Regions from separate parts of the Mus musculus genome. Here region 1 is linked to region 2. A link is a contact called in public promoter capture Hi-C data. All regions are on one chromosome and are shown on one strand. The core of a region is the stretch at or near the end of the contact, and the rest is flanking DNA. Distances in the headings are between cores, read along the strand shown.

Evidence for each region. Promoter capture Hi-C pulls out the DNA fragments that hold promoters and counts their contacts.
Region 1: a contact with region 2 is called in a promoter capture Hi-C map of liver, with 2.8 times the contacts expected there. The contact joins the enhancer-like site here to the promoter of Map3k7cl in region 2. A contact is called at or near these places in 7 of 39 promoter capture datasets (the 3T3-L1 cell line, the C10 cell line, hippocampal neurons and 3 more).

Annotation. Positions count from the first base shown.
Region 1 is chr16:90,328,087-90,335,874 of GRCm38.p6, reverse strand. No RefSeq gene overlaps it. Among named protein-coding and RNA genes, the nearest start is that of Scaf4, 47 kb to the right of the region's middle. Within about 2 kb of position 4,699, at least 8 of the 459 cell types and tissues checked have an H3K27ac peak or open chromatin away from gene starts, as enhancers often do.
Region 2 is chr16:87,552,010-87,558,998 of GRCm38.p6, reverse strand. Map3k7cl (Map3k7 C-terminal like) reads right to left here and starts at 5,669. Exons shown (of 5, transcript NM_144854.2): 1 at 5,404-5,669; 2 at 2,989-3,097. The coding sequence starts at 3,058.

The sequences.
Region 1 (7,788 bases), core at 3,450-5,949, 2.8 Mb before region 2:
AGGTGAAGGCAAACAGAAGGGAAACGCGGGAAAGAAACGGTGGAAATCTGGAGACTTAAAGTGCGGGGAAACTGTTGGAAAACAAAACAATCTGCCTTCCCGTCACCTGCATCCCAGACTGGTGCGCCTGTGCCTCCTGCCCCCTCCTCACCGGCTCATCACAGTAGCTGGCCTGTGATTGGCCGGAGATCAAGAACTAACCGGAACTCCTGAATGTGCACACTTCCTGGTCGGACGTCCTTGCTGCCGCTGGTGTTCATTCGATCAGACTCACTCCTTCCACTCTGTCGCCCTCCATTTCTTAGTTTGTTATTGTTGTTTGCTGTTTCATGGTCACAAGATGATTGCCATAGGAATTATCCCTTATTTCCCTGCCTTTTATCAGGGAACCAAAAACTTATTTTTCACAAACCATCAACACTGTTCAAAACCTAGTCATGCAGTCTCCAGCACTCACAAACGGACAGCAATCTGGGGATCTGACAAACGAGAGCAATTTACCTGGCTGGGATTGGTTTAGGACCAATCACAATTCATCTCTAAGAGTCGGACACATTGCTGCCTTTCCATTCCTTTCAAAAACCCATAAGACAAGAAATGACGGGTACCCGGATCTCCTAGCCTTCCAAACTGATTTGACTCTCTGAGAGTAAGGATCTTATTTTCTTATCTTCCAAATAAACATGAGTATCGTGACTGATCCAACAGCATCTATCTCTCAGTTTTAAAGAAATGACAGAGTGGGGGCTGAAGAGACGCTTCTGTGGTTAAGAGCAGTGTCCATTTTTCCAGCAGACCTGGCTTCAATTTCCAGCACTCTCGTGATGGCTCAAAACCGTTTGTAACTCCAGTTCCAGGGCATTCAGTGTACTCTTCTGGCCTGTATAGGCACCAAGCTTGCACATGGTACACGGACATACACGCAAGCAAAACATGCATACACATTAAGTAACAAAATAATTATAATTTCAAAGACAAATTTAAAGAAATGATGGATGGGTCACTAGAGATCACGCCGACTCAGAACCACGGATGATTAATAAGATAAAGCATGTAGCTCCCAACGCACACACAGTAAGTGCTCATTAGATGCAGGTCAAAGCTGGCTGTACCTCCACCTACGTCAAAACCTTCAACAGCCCCAGGGGAAAGATCACGTTCAAACTGCTTAAGCTGCCTAGACTTCACACAGCTCCTGTGTCTCCCTTTCGCTGTTACAATCGAGGTATCTCCCATCTTGGCACCGAGACCTGCTCCTCCCCCTGGGAAGGATGGAGTCTACCCATCTTTCCCATCTCAGCCTGGGAGCCTCATCCCTCGGGCTTCACTTCTGATTTCTCATAGGCTGAGCCAAGAAAGGTTCCCAGAGAGAGGGGAGACTGAGATAGAGAGACAGAGAAAGAGGCAGAGATACACAGAGAGGTCCCAGAGTCAAAGTATCTAAAAAGAATGTAGTAAGCAGGGAGGGTTTTCAGAGCAAAGAAGCAGGACACTTCCGCCAGAACGCGGGGGGGGGGGGGGGGGGGCTAACCCCGGAACACAGCAGGACCTATTTCCTCCTCCTGACTCTGGGAGGTTACAGGAGGCAACTCTGCAGATCCTTCCAGGGTACTGAGCTGCGTGAGCCTGCCAAACAGATGTGGATCCTCGGTGGAACCCCAAAAGAATTTGGAAAGACACCCGCCCCCCCGCCCCAGTACTTGGGCACCTCCACTGCAGTCGCAACCTCTTGAGGTCGCTCATTGTAAAGGGAAGGATTTCCCCATACACCTTGTATCCCCAAAGCTGAGTGGCTTGTTATCTTCAGTCTTCACACTTCCCCTAGCCTCATTTCTCTCCCCACCTCCTTCCATCCTTCATCCTCCACACCCTCGGTCTGTAACTCTGAAGGAACCTCAAGTCCTCACATTTATTCCCAGCATCCCGTGGTGTGCGCCTAGGCCCCACGGCTCCTCTCTGGGGCTTCTCCCCACCTGGGGCCTCTTCTTGTCCCGACAATCCGGCATACAGAGCCAGTACCCTTTAGAACACGATGCTCTCTTCTGGCTGCTGCACAAACGCTCTCGGTCACTCCAGCTTTTATCAGTTTCATCAGGCGTAAGCAGCTCCTAGAGCCCCGGGCTCTCAGTTCCTCTCCGTTTCTTTCTCATTCACTCTTTATCCTTTCTACCGTTTCCTTCTCTGAGTTTACTTATTTTAGTTGGAGTTTTTTGTTGGTTTGTTTTTATTTTTGGTTTTTGGTTTCTTGTTTGTTTAGTTTCGGTGTTTTTATTTCTTGAAAGACTATCTTGCTATGTAAGCCAGGCTGGCCTGGTACTTATTATGTAGCCCAGGCTGTCCTGGAACTCACTATGTAGCCCAGGCTGGCCTTGGAATTCACAGCCTCCTCCCACCTCAGCCTTCTGAATGTCAGGGTTACAGGCTTGAAGCTATCACTCGCAGCCGTATTTATTTTAAAACCCATCCTGCATCCAACGGTATTAGTAAGAACTGTGTGAACTATCCCAAAGGAAGCATGAGAGGAGCTTCCACACAGTAAGCCAAGCTTCAGAGAGCTGACACACCCTGACGTTTCTACACTTGCTCCCTTGAAATCTTTTCAGGGTTATCCCCGCTTCCTAAGTGACATGGTGCCGCAGTTGCTGGAGTCAGAAGCTTCCGTTACTTGGACCACTCTGTATTTATTTTGCTATGGCTCGTTTCCCTTGCGTGACAGTTTATTTGAGTTGTAATTTACAAACTAAACAAGTCTCCCACTTTAGTTACACGTGTAGACAGCCATACATAAATGAGAGGATTTTGCTAGATGGCTCTTAGTGCAATTTGTACTGCAATAACAGAACCCTGGAGTCTGGATAATGTGCAGCAAATGCAAATGTAATTAGTGCATTTCTGGAGTCTACAAGGTCCAGGATGGAAGGACTTGTATTCGATGCCATCATGAGAAGGGGAAGACATCACACAGAGGAGGGGAAAGGAACAACAGAGACATCAAGCTTAATCGGCAGACTCCAGCATTCTGTAACAGGCAGTGGTCTGTTCACGAGGGTCACGTCCTTGTCACTGACACCTCCTGTAAGTCTTCCCTTCCCAGTACTGTCACATCAGAGGATATGGTTCCCACACATCCTTTTGTGATGCATTCGGGGCACAGTGGGATCTATTCAGAAGAGCAATGTTCTGCTTCTCCTGAGACAGAGCCTGTTCCTGGGGCCTGGGTCTTGTTTGCTGCTGGGTGCAATCTGTTAGGTGCCATATATTCCCATCCGTAGCATCCAGCCCACAGAGTCCCCATCTCCATGTTCAATCCCAAGCCTCTCTTTTTGACCAGCCTAGGCCTCTTTAGGACTGTCACATTCTACATAGGGGGGGCATAGACATCCGTGTGGAAGGTTAATGGATACATCACAATAATGGTAGCATCTGCCTGCTATGGCTACTGTCACAATGTATCAGAGCAGGTGGCTTAACAGAAATTTATTTCAGTCCTGAATGCTGCAACCCTGGGACCCAAAGGTGTGAGCAGGCCAGATTCATGTCGAAGCTTTCATAAGGTCAGGGGGTGGGATCCTCAATTCTTATAAGAGGAGGAAGGAACCGTAGTTCTCTCTCTGGTGTGAAGGCACGGCGATAAGATTCCAGGAAGCCAGGAGAGACCCTTGGGAACCAAATCAGCAGGCTTCTTGACTTTCCTTCAAGCTGGAGAATTGTCCCTTACATAGTCTCTATCTGACCCACTCTGAAGCAGACCCTCTACCTTACCGTCAATGCCACTGGGCCACCCTGGATCCTCCCCAATGCATGGCATCTCTGCACTGTTGTCTCTAGGCAGCTCCTCTTCGCAGGACTTCTAACTTGACTTTGAAGACTGCTCACAGAATAAGTGTTTCACTGCCTGAGAAACACCCTATCCCAGTGTTCTCTCAGGGACACCATTGTGTAAACCACCTTTCCCAATCTTCCCCTTCATCCCGAGTCCTGGTCAGCTTATTCCATCCCAAAGAGATGGAGCCTCCGCTGGAGGCTTGAGAACAGCGCTCGCTGCCCTCCTCTGTGCAAATGCAGAGCTCGTTCTTTGGATTATTTTCTGGTTGTGTATTTACCATTCCCACAAGCTTTCTTCTAAAATGTTGATAATATGTTGTTTTCAAGTAGGCGCCACTCTAATGGCTTATATTAGTTTAAACACACGTTAAAATGAAATAGAAATGTGATCCACCTGTGACTCTGGTGTCTCATTTTAAGATTTAGCTGTTGCCCTCCTCTGAACCAGGTAACCCTATTGTGTCAATAAAGAGAATGCAAAGCAACCGGAATTTTCTCACCTGGGTAGCTGACGTTTCTACAAGCTTTGCCCAGCCCTCCCTCCCACTCGACCTGCAAAGGAGTCTGAGAGTCGCAGAAACCAGAGGGCACAGAGCTGAGTGCTTACTTCCTTGGTATTAAGGAGCTTAGAGACAGGGAAGGAGTGGACCTGGGTGACATTGCAACCAGGAACTGGAGGAGAAAGCAGACAGTACCTATGTGTCACATAATTGTACTGCCCTGTACCGCAACTGCAGGCTGCATGGAGCCATCTAAATTTTTAATTTGTATAAAACTTAAACTGTGGTTTCTTGTTGGCACTAGTCATATCTGAAGCACACAAGGATGCCTGTGGCTTCTGTAGACAGTGGAAACAGAGAACAGTTCCATGATGACAGAAACGTCTACCGGGCAGGTCCAACCCATAACTGACTAATGCCTACCATGACTATCGAGATGTATTCTGATCTTCGAACGAGTGTTAGGGAAATACAGACTGCTGAGTGTGTGAGAGGAAAACAACATTTTAAGATATCATTAGGAGGTTTTCCATCCACTCAAATGAAAGAAGACCATGAAGGACAGAGAGAAGAAAGCAAAAATAACCAGATAGCTCTGTCGACACTAAGGAGGCTCCCTCCAACCAAGAGGACTCGCTACTTCTAAAGCAAAAGAAAACCAATGGCCAGAGGCCAATTGTCTCAAGTCTGCTGGGAGGGAGCTCAGCTTCAGAGGTTTCTTTCATGGTTCATCCAGCGTTTGGCTCCAGTGATTTCAGGCCATGGTAGAGCGAACATGCCCACCTTGCAGTGCCTATAAAGCAAAGGGAGAGATGAGAAGGCACCAGACGCAATCATACTCTTCAGCCACATGTTGCTGTGACCTAGCTCCTCTAGACAGACCCTGCCTCCCAGTCTCTACCACTTCCTAACAAATTCATCAGCAGATTGATCATTTGCTAACTAGGTCACATCCCTCAGAGTCCAGTGACTTCACAAAGGCCCATCACCTGCCAAATAAGCCTTAGTACAGGAGCCTAACAGGAATAGCTCATATTGAAGGTGACTGGGGACACTCTCCATAGCTAAAGGACACAGTGCATGTGCCTAGAGGTGTCAGGAGAGAGGCCCCAAGCTGTCTTTCTGAAGACTGTATAGTGTTCTGGTTTTGCCAGGTGTCATTCTCTAGCTTCTATATACCCACAAGTACACCACTCATATGCACGCATGCATGCATACATGTGGGCACACACACACACAAAGATAAATGGTACTTGATATCTTGTGACCACCTATCACCTGATCTATGGTGTTACATATATGTATATTTTAAAAAAGGACACATGAGCAATGTATGTAAAAGGTATCTATGACTATTTCACAGAGAGAAGATGCAACAACCTTTCAACAAGACTGTGGCTTGTGTGTTTGGAAGATGGTCCTGCAGCCCTGGGGTTGGTTTGGAACCAAGTCACACACATGATGGGCACTGTGGTTCCTTTGGCTCTAGCGAGACGCTTGTGCTGAAATCTGCAGGAACTGCTATTTCAAAGAAGTCTGAAGAAGCAAGGGCTGGTAGAAGTACAGAAATAGGGTTTAACACGTTCAAGGTGTCGCTAAGTGGCTAATAATATCTGAGGGGGGGCCGGGAGGGGGGCATGCTGCCTGCTCCTGAGGCTTCTGCAAACAGCAGCTAATTAACCTGTATTCTGAGGTGGGTGTGAGTCGAAATTGTTACCGCTTCAGCTTGCAGCTGAACCACTTAGCTCCATCACACTTCCTGTAGCAACACGCCAAGTGATGGCTAAGAACACGCCACGTTTAAAATACCTGGATTTAAGCAAACAGTGCCAGGAATTCTGGGGCGGCTCATGCGTCTGAATTAGAATTCTCTCTGCTCCCTAACTCTGGGTGGCTATCCATTCTTCCAGGCTGAACGCCCACTCAGACATCCTCCTCCACAAAGCTCTCCTCTTCTGTGCTTGCTCCTAAGTTGATTATTCTCTATGGTGACCAACTTTCCCAGTTTGTCCAGGACCATCTCAGATTTAATTTTCTAAGTCCTGTGTCCAGTCCACCCAGACTCCTGGGCCAACCTGAGACTCTCACCATCTTTAAGAATCTGTAGGGACTGCTACACAACTATAATAATCCCGTATCGCTGTATAGTTGTGCATGTAACTCAGTCACAGGCTGATTTTATCTGAAGGTAATAAAGGGTTTAAGATTACCACCTTTTAATTTCCTTGGGACGCCTAATTTGGGTACAAAAATCACACACTGAGGGCTGGCAAGATGGCTTAGTTGGTAAAGAGCCAGCTGTGTGAGCATGAGGCCTGAGGTTGATCCTCTAGAGCCCAGGTTTTAAAAAAAAAAAAAAGAAGACAAGAGCCTCCGCACTTGCCCAGCTAAGTCAATGATCTCCAGGTTCAGTGAGATATTCTGTGTCAGAAGTGTCAGGTGAAGAGCAACTGAGAAAGATATCCAGCATTGATGGCTGGCTTCGACACGCATGTGCACAAACATGTACACACATACAACCACATGTTCAGTTTTTCCTTCGATACCAGGTCTCTCCTTTGACACAGTTCACACTGAGATGGCTGAGAGGCTTGGCCTTGTAAACATAGGCTGGGTCTCCCCAGTGACTGCTGTGTAGGCCTCTGGTCTTCAAAGTCTCAAGAAAGACCCAGAGGATGGCAGAAAGAGAGAGAGAGACAGAGAGAGACAGAGAGATAGACACAGACAGACAGACAGACAGACACAGAGACATAGCGACACAGAGCGACCCAGAGGTTTTTCCGAGTGGTAAAAGCCAATGGCAGCCACACTTCTGGAGTAGGTCCCCACAAAGCTTGTCTAACTGCAGATGCCCAGAGGCCACATCCAGAATCCCCAATTCAAAACTGCTGTTCCCTAGCAATTCTGATTGAAGAGGTCTTCAAACGCCAGGAGAGGAAATCACCTGACCCAGTTGGAACTAGGAGTCCTTGCACAGTAAAAAAAAAAAAAAAAACTCATTTTGAAAAAGGAAAAGAATAAACAAATATTTACCTTAAACGCTTTGTGCGGACATAAGGCCTTCTTTTGGGTCTGTTGATTGAATGTCATTGAGGTTTTGAATTTTTTTTTTATAAACTGTTTTTGTGCTTTTCTAGTTTTGATTTTCCTAAAATAGAAGAAGAATTTAAGGACACTTGTGGAGTATTCTGAGAGTGGAATCCTTCCAGAATGTTGAAGTATTTCTTCCAATCTTCTTACAGTTGTCTCAAACACACCAAATTAAGCAACAGTTTGAGCAATTTACATATGTTGGGTCTTACCCAAGCATTCAACTGAGCTCTCTAAAAGGTAGTTTGTATCTTCTGGAATAAAGTATAGATGATATGGAGAGAAGGTGTCTTTGTTCTTCATTCACTGACTTATTCTGGACAGGAAGACCACGCCTGGCATCTGTACACATTCCATTTGTTGAATAAAATGG
Region 2 (6,989 bases), core at 4,420-6,919:
ATTAATAACTCCTCAAAAGGCCATGGTCCTTTACCCACTTGCTATGAAAGTGCAGGGTATTTCCCTTTGTTTTGTTTTGTTTTTTTCCTAAATATGTGGTCCACAGGATGGATACCCTGGAATGCAAAAGGCATGTATAGCTTGCATGATGACAAATGTTATCTATCTGTGTGCCTGTGGGGCGCTCTACACACTCCTTAGTCAAGAATGTGAAGGGAGTGTCCCAACTAGCTGCGAAGCATCTTTTGGTGAACTAACAACTTTGTGTGCATGGAAATTTTTCAAGTCCTCGGCTCTGACCGATGCTTGAAATGTTGCACATTTAATATATAACATGTACAAACATGTAAGAGGGCTTCCTTTGTCCTCACAGAAAAGTAGCAAGTCTATAAGATCGGTACATATAGGGGTAGGATCTTATGCACATGTTCTTTTTTCTTAACATGTTGTTAACATGTTCTTAACATTCTTTGATAAACATGCACATTTACACAGTGTACTTAGAGCACATCCACCCCCATTACTTCCCTCTGAGTTCCCCTAGTTCCCCCAACCCATCTTCCTCACAAGTTCATGTCCTTTGGCTTTTGTTTTTCTAAGCACGTGTTCTTGATGGATGCTCTCAAGGGATATATATACTCAGGCTAGGTTGAGAAACAATGAGAACTACCCACTGCCTTAGAGTCTATCAGCAGATAGCCTTCCTGGACAAACTGAGACAGGTCGATCATAAAGCTGAAATATTTAAGCATGGTAGAGTCTTTATAAGCCTTCCTATGCATCCTTTTGTGGAAGAAGAAGGTAAGGGTTACTTAAAGTGTAACCTGTTCTAAACACAGATGTTAAGAAACACGAATTTCCAAAGTGGACATTTGGAAAACATTGAAAAGAGAAACCAAAGAAACTGAACATAAATGTAAACGCATTGATTTAAAATGCTCAAAAACTCTCAGCCAGGATCCTGAGAACTCAGAGACAGTGCCAAGCAAATCTTGATATATATTTGGACTTCAAAGAAAACTCAATCCTTCCAGCCCAAAGACGAGACTCACATCTCTATGACTCTTTTCTGATATGGTGCATTTCTTTGTCTTGTACAAAATTATGTAATAACTTTACTTGAGTAAATCAAGTATCCTAGACTAAAATTTTCATTTGTATCTCTGTTTATTATAAATGGGGCACGCTCTGTGCCTATGGGACGTGTGCAGAAGAAGGTAAATTAGACGTCTCCTTACTTCTTAGATTATGCACTTGCACGTGTGTGTCTTGAGGTCTACTTGTTGCAGATAGGCCATTCCTTGAAATGTTGGAGCTCTGAGTCTTAAAAGCAGGAAGGTTTTCTTGTACTTTTTAGAGAAGTAGCAGGCCATAATGAAGGGATCTGGACTTCTAAGGTCCTGCCTGAGGTTGGATCATAAACTCCATTATTTACCTAACAATGTGGTCTCCGGCCTCAGAATTCCACCCAGTAGGTATGGAATGCTCATGCCTATATTATATGGTCATTTAAACTTGAACAAAGAACACAGATGAGTTCCTCCTGCACGGAGAATCAGAATTTCTGTCGGTGTGGTTCTTCCTCGTGCAGCTGTTTCTTCTCACCAGTGTCTTACAGACTAACCCTTGAGTGGGAGACAGTGTACATTGAAAAAGGTCATGGGATTAGAGTCAAAAATACATAATGAAGAGTTGAGTTTTCACCTCTCCGTACTCCAGAACATTCTGCACTGTGACTACAGTCTGGAAGGCTTTAGGGTAGACGAATAGCTATGTAATCACCCAGCATATAGCATCTGGGTATGTCACACCAGAATTTCCAGAGCCAAAATCCTTACTTTATATTCTTTTGGAATGATTATGCCGCTTTTCACACATCAATCGTGTGTGTGTGTGTGTGTGTGTGTGTGTGTGTGTGTGTGTGTGTCAGCATTTATGTAGGGGCCAGAAGACAACCTTGGTGGCATTTTTCAAGTGCCACACACCAAGGATCCTTCCACTTCTATCTCCCCAGTACTGGATTTACAAGTGTGCACCCACATGCCCAGCTTTTGTCTAAGGCTTCTAGGAAACTGAGCTTAGGTCTTTGTGTCTGCATGGACAGTACTTTACTGGCTAAGCTATCACCCCCAGCCCTGAATCATTAATTTGTAAAACATCACTCCTATGTGGACACTCCAGGGAAGGAGAGAGGGAAAAACAGAGAAAATGAGACTCCTTTCTCAAAAGACCTGAGTGTTAAATGGTAATGCATGAGCCTGTGATTTTAACAGGTGACATTAGTCTCAGAGCTCATAGAGCAGATCTTCCTTTCACAGCCACTGTGACCTCCCACCACTTGGGCCCCTTGATCAAGGGTGCTGCGATTCCATATGCGTGTTAAGAGGTCACTGAGGGGAGCTATGACAAAAGACTCTAAATACGGCAGTCTCACCTCAGACTTTACTATTTAGAGAGGCCCCTCCTCACCTGCCCCATTCATCACTCCTGGTGAAGTCTGTTTGTTTAGCCGGAAGTGTGGGAACACCAGTGAGACTCCAACCTTGCACACGGGTGGCTGGAACGGTGCCAGTGATATTTTTATATTATCTAACCAACTGCCAGCTCTTAAGAAATACTTCCTCGGGCCATTTTAACAATGACATCGTCTGCTATCCTTAGAAGTTGTCATGGCTCTGTGAATCTTATCCTGAAGGAAAGGTAGAATGGGAAAAGGAGGAAGAAAGGAAGGAAGGAAGGAAGAAGGAAGGAAGGAAGGAAGGAAGGAAGAAAGGAAGGAAGGAAGGAAGGAAGAGTTAAAACAACCAAATTAGTTTTGGTGGTGAGGTGGAAGGAACTTCTAGAATATCTAACTGTGTGGTGGGGTATCATACATTTTCTCGTCAGGTCATGCAAACACGCAATTTTGAACATTCTCCGTGGAATCACAAATAGGATGAAGATTCGGCAAGTGTAGGAGGCAGCCCTCTCCCCTGAAGCCAAGTGTACCTGGGGCATCATTGAGGCTAAACGCGATGCGAACTGGCTTATCTGCAGGTACCCGGGCTGTGCTGATCATGTGGGCACCTGAGGCCCGGCCTTCTCCTGGGTCTTCCAGCTGCAAGGACACAAGATAGCCATTGTCAGTTTACCCAGCATCACACCCCTACACTCCAGAGACTCTCGGAAAAAAAGAAGGGAGATTTAGTAAGTTGCCTTTCCCCACATTGTAAGTACATAGCCGGTCCATTTTAATTTTTTTTTCTCTTCTGCAAAAAAAAAAAAAAAAAAAAAAAAAAAAAAAAAAAAAATTACTTCGGTAACAGACATTCAGAATAAATGAGACATGGTTTAAAAATTCTTATTTCATAGTTTCAATATTGCATTCCATTGATCAGTTGAATTTTGGTTTTGAGGGTCGCCTATTATTTTTAATTGGGGACAATATTAAAATGATACAGTCTTAGTAGACTGTCAGATGGCCTCAGACTAAGCTGCTTTTCCATGCCTAGGGGCTGGGGAGAGAGTCCAGCCAGTAATATGCTTGCCATGCAGCAGAAGGATCTGAGCTCAATTCTCCTGTAAAAATCTGGGGGCATGGCAGTATGAGCTTGTGACCTCAGTAATGGAGAGATAGAGACAAGCGGATCTCTGAGGCCCCTGGGACAACTAGCCTGGCCTAACTGGCAGCAAGCCCCACTAACTAGTGAAAGACCCGGCCTCAACGAACAAGGAAGACCAAACCAGAGGCATAACTCCAAAGGTTGGCCTGTGGCTTCCATGTGCATGTGCACACCTGCACGTCCGTGCAGACACGCAAGCACACACACAAAGCCTAAATTAAATACGATAGGTTGTTTGGGAGGTAGTAAAGGACGAATATTATCTAAGGTAAACCCAAACCATTTTACACCACATTATATTTGTAGTAGGAAAATTACATTCTTAACTATCTGATGACCTAGAAATCTATCAAACACTTATGCCCAAGGTTTCACCGCTTAACAGCAGGCTAGAACCCAAAACAAAACTTGGCCATAGGGCACACAGCTATAATTACCAGCATGTATGGAAGGGAGCAAGATCAGCTGATCCAAGGTAATATTTACTAAATCGTGAGTTCAAAGCCAGCTTGGGCTACATGAAGCCCTCCTTTAAACAAACAAACACCCAAAGGCATCCCATGAGTGTGTGGCTCTATTTATTAAATTATTATTATTTAGTTAATAAACTTAGAGACAATATGTGGAAAACATCCCATATTAACATTTCTATTTTTGGTCATGCCTCTTCTAAACTCTCTCCTTCCTATTCATCTCATGTAGGCAGAAACCCAAAAAAAACCTGCATGATATTTTAAGGAAAATGTCTCCAAAAATGGCAAAATATAAATACTGTCTTTAGCCATCCTTGGCAGGGTCCTGGGAACTGCGGTAGCAGAATATTTTCTCATGGTCAGGTTTTTTTTTTCTCTTTCCCATAGCTTTTCTGTGTCTAAAAATAGTATCCAGAACACTGGGGTTTGTTTTTACAATTACTTGTGTGGGCAAGTTCAGGGCCTACATTTGTATATGTGCATTCAGATGTAGATACATTGTGAACCATCTGAGGTACCATCCTGAAAGAAAACGGGCCTCTATTAGCCATCCAGCAAAGCTTAAAAGCACAGCAAATGTTTATGAGCCACTTAGAATTCTGTTGCGCCCAAGTTACTCCTCACAATAGCTCTGGGCCCTGGACATTCTACACACCATGACAACATAACTTTATGTTACAAAAGGACAGAATCCTGAAATGGCTATGACTTAACACGGGACTTCTTGCTTTTCAAAAAAAAAAAAAACAAAAAAAACAAAACCAACCCTCTGGCACATTTGTGTGTAGTTTCTTCTGCTTGGTATCAGTATTCTCGGAACCACCTGTTTCTGAGGAAAGAGCACAGATGGTCTCAAGTTGAACAAAACAAGCAGAAGCTCCGAGAGTTGTAGCCGAGAGGGAAAGTCTTACTTCTGGGAGACCTATAGTGCGCAGTCTGCCTGAGTGTGACTTCTAGGGATGGGAAGCTCGCGCCTCTTCAGGTGCACACATCCCTTTCCACTTTCCCGCATCAACAAATGAAGCACAGGAGACGGGAATCTGCCTCTTGGGTTTACTAAACCTCTGCTCTGGCTTCCAGCTAGAGGAATGAAATCGATCAACACAGCTAAGGGCAAGACAACAGAAAATATCTGCCTGTCTGTCTTGAAAAGGGTGATGTCCAGATCCGGTAGATTTTGAGTGCCACACAGCATCCACAACTTGCCTTTCCATCGCACCTCCCCGGGGAAAGCAGCTGCTGGGTCCTTCTCCGGCCACTGTAACGGAGCCTCAGTTAAGTTGCCCGTGCTCAGAGCGGTTAGCTGGGTTTCACACCTGCTGCCTTACCTCACTTAGTTGAGAGTCTGCGCTTGTGTAATCCAGGGCCAGCCACTGCCTTGGCCAGTCGTTGAGTTTGTGCAGTCAAGACTCAGCGAGAGAGCAGTCTGCACCTGCTGCATAGCAGCCACCGACACTCTGAGGAGCAGAGACAGCTGCCCAGGCTGCACACTACCTGCTCTGCCCCGGACCCCACTGTCCCATCCCACGGGACCTCCCTGTTCCGCTTCCTCGCATAGCCCCTCTCTCCTTTCCTTGCCACTCCGACAGCCAGGATGTTGTCATGTTTCTAGAAAAAGCAAGAGCAAAAGAAAAACCCTCCTCCTGTCAGAAGCATTGATAAACAGCAAGCTGTAGAGCGTCCAAATGTTTTAATTCATTAGTCCTGGCAAACCTAAAATACAAACAGACTTGCTTCACAAGACAGGAATGTCTTCGTGGTGACCCAATCCGTGTCTGCGTCTATTCCAGCGAACTGGCAAAGATAGCATGACTCTAGTCAGCAAAAATGTCAGCTCAGCTAGACCCAGCCAACTTGGACAGGCCACTGGCTGCCTCTTGGAACGTAGCAGTGATGATCCCATTAAGAAGGTGAGGTTTGAGGTTGAGCTGGTCCTGAGCTTGATGGCTTGATCCGCTCTACCACGGCAGTCGCTCACCAAAGGGGTCAGTGGTCAACCGGGAACATCGGGATCCCTTCGACTTCTCTTCACAGTCGTTAAACTTGGATGCCTTGGGTATTTAAAAATAACTGAACCATGACGTTAAGGTTAAAGAGTTAAACATAAATAACGTTAAGAGAATGCAAAGACAAAGCCACAAACTGAAAGGAGATATTTGCGAAATGCACAGGGGAATCCGAAATATGGGAAGAAAACTTAAAACTGGACAGAGGGGAAACAGTCCAGTCGGGGAGTGAGGAGGAGGAAGGGGGAGAGGTCGAGAGTTCTCAACAGACACTTTTCAGCAAAGGTAAACAGATAGCCAGTAAACCTATGGAAAGATGGTTGGCTTTCATGTCAGTAGAGAGCCACAGACAGAAATAATGGGGCATTGCCTGGCACCCGTTCCCAGGGCTCACATCCCAACACAAGCGATGAAGTACATATGGAGAAGAATGCTAGCTCTCCCTCACTTCTAGTGGGAATACAAAAGGATAAAAGAACCTTAGAATACAATTTGATCATTTCTTACTAAACCAAACATATTTTTATCATGTGATCCATCAATGGCAGGCTGTTCCATGGTCTAGCATCCAGGTTCACATGACAATCCTGGGTGATACACTCAGCCTCAAAGAAGTCAAAGTAGTGCATCATTTATGTGCTGAATGCAAGTCAGTAATTGTGTCTTGCATTTTAAATGCCATCCAAAGGCCTATGCATGGAAGGTTTGCTCTGCTGTCCACAGCATGACTTTGAAGTGATGGAAACTTTGGGGTGAGGGGGGTCCCACTTAGGTGACTGGAGGTATGCCTTTAAAGATATTAGCGTCCAGCCCCCTCCTCTTACTCTCTCTTTGCTCTCTGGATGTATTGATGGGTACAGTTTTCTTACATCACGTGCTCCATGATAAATTGCCTCACCACGGGCCCA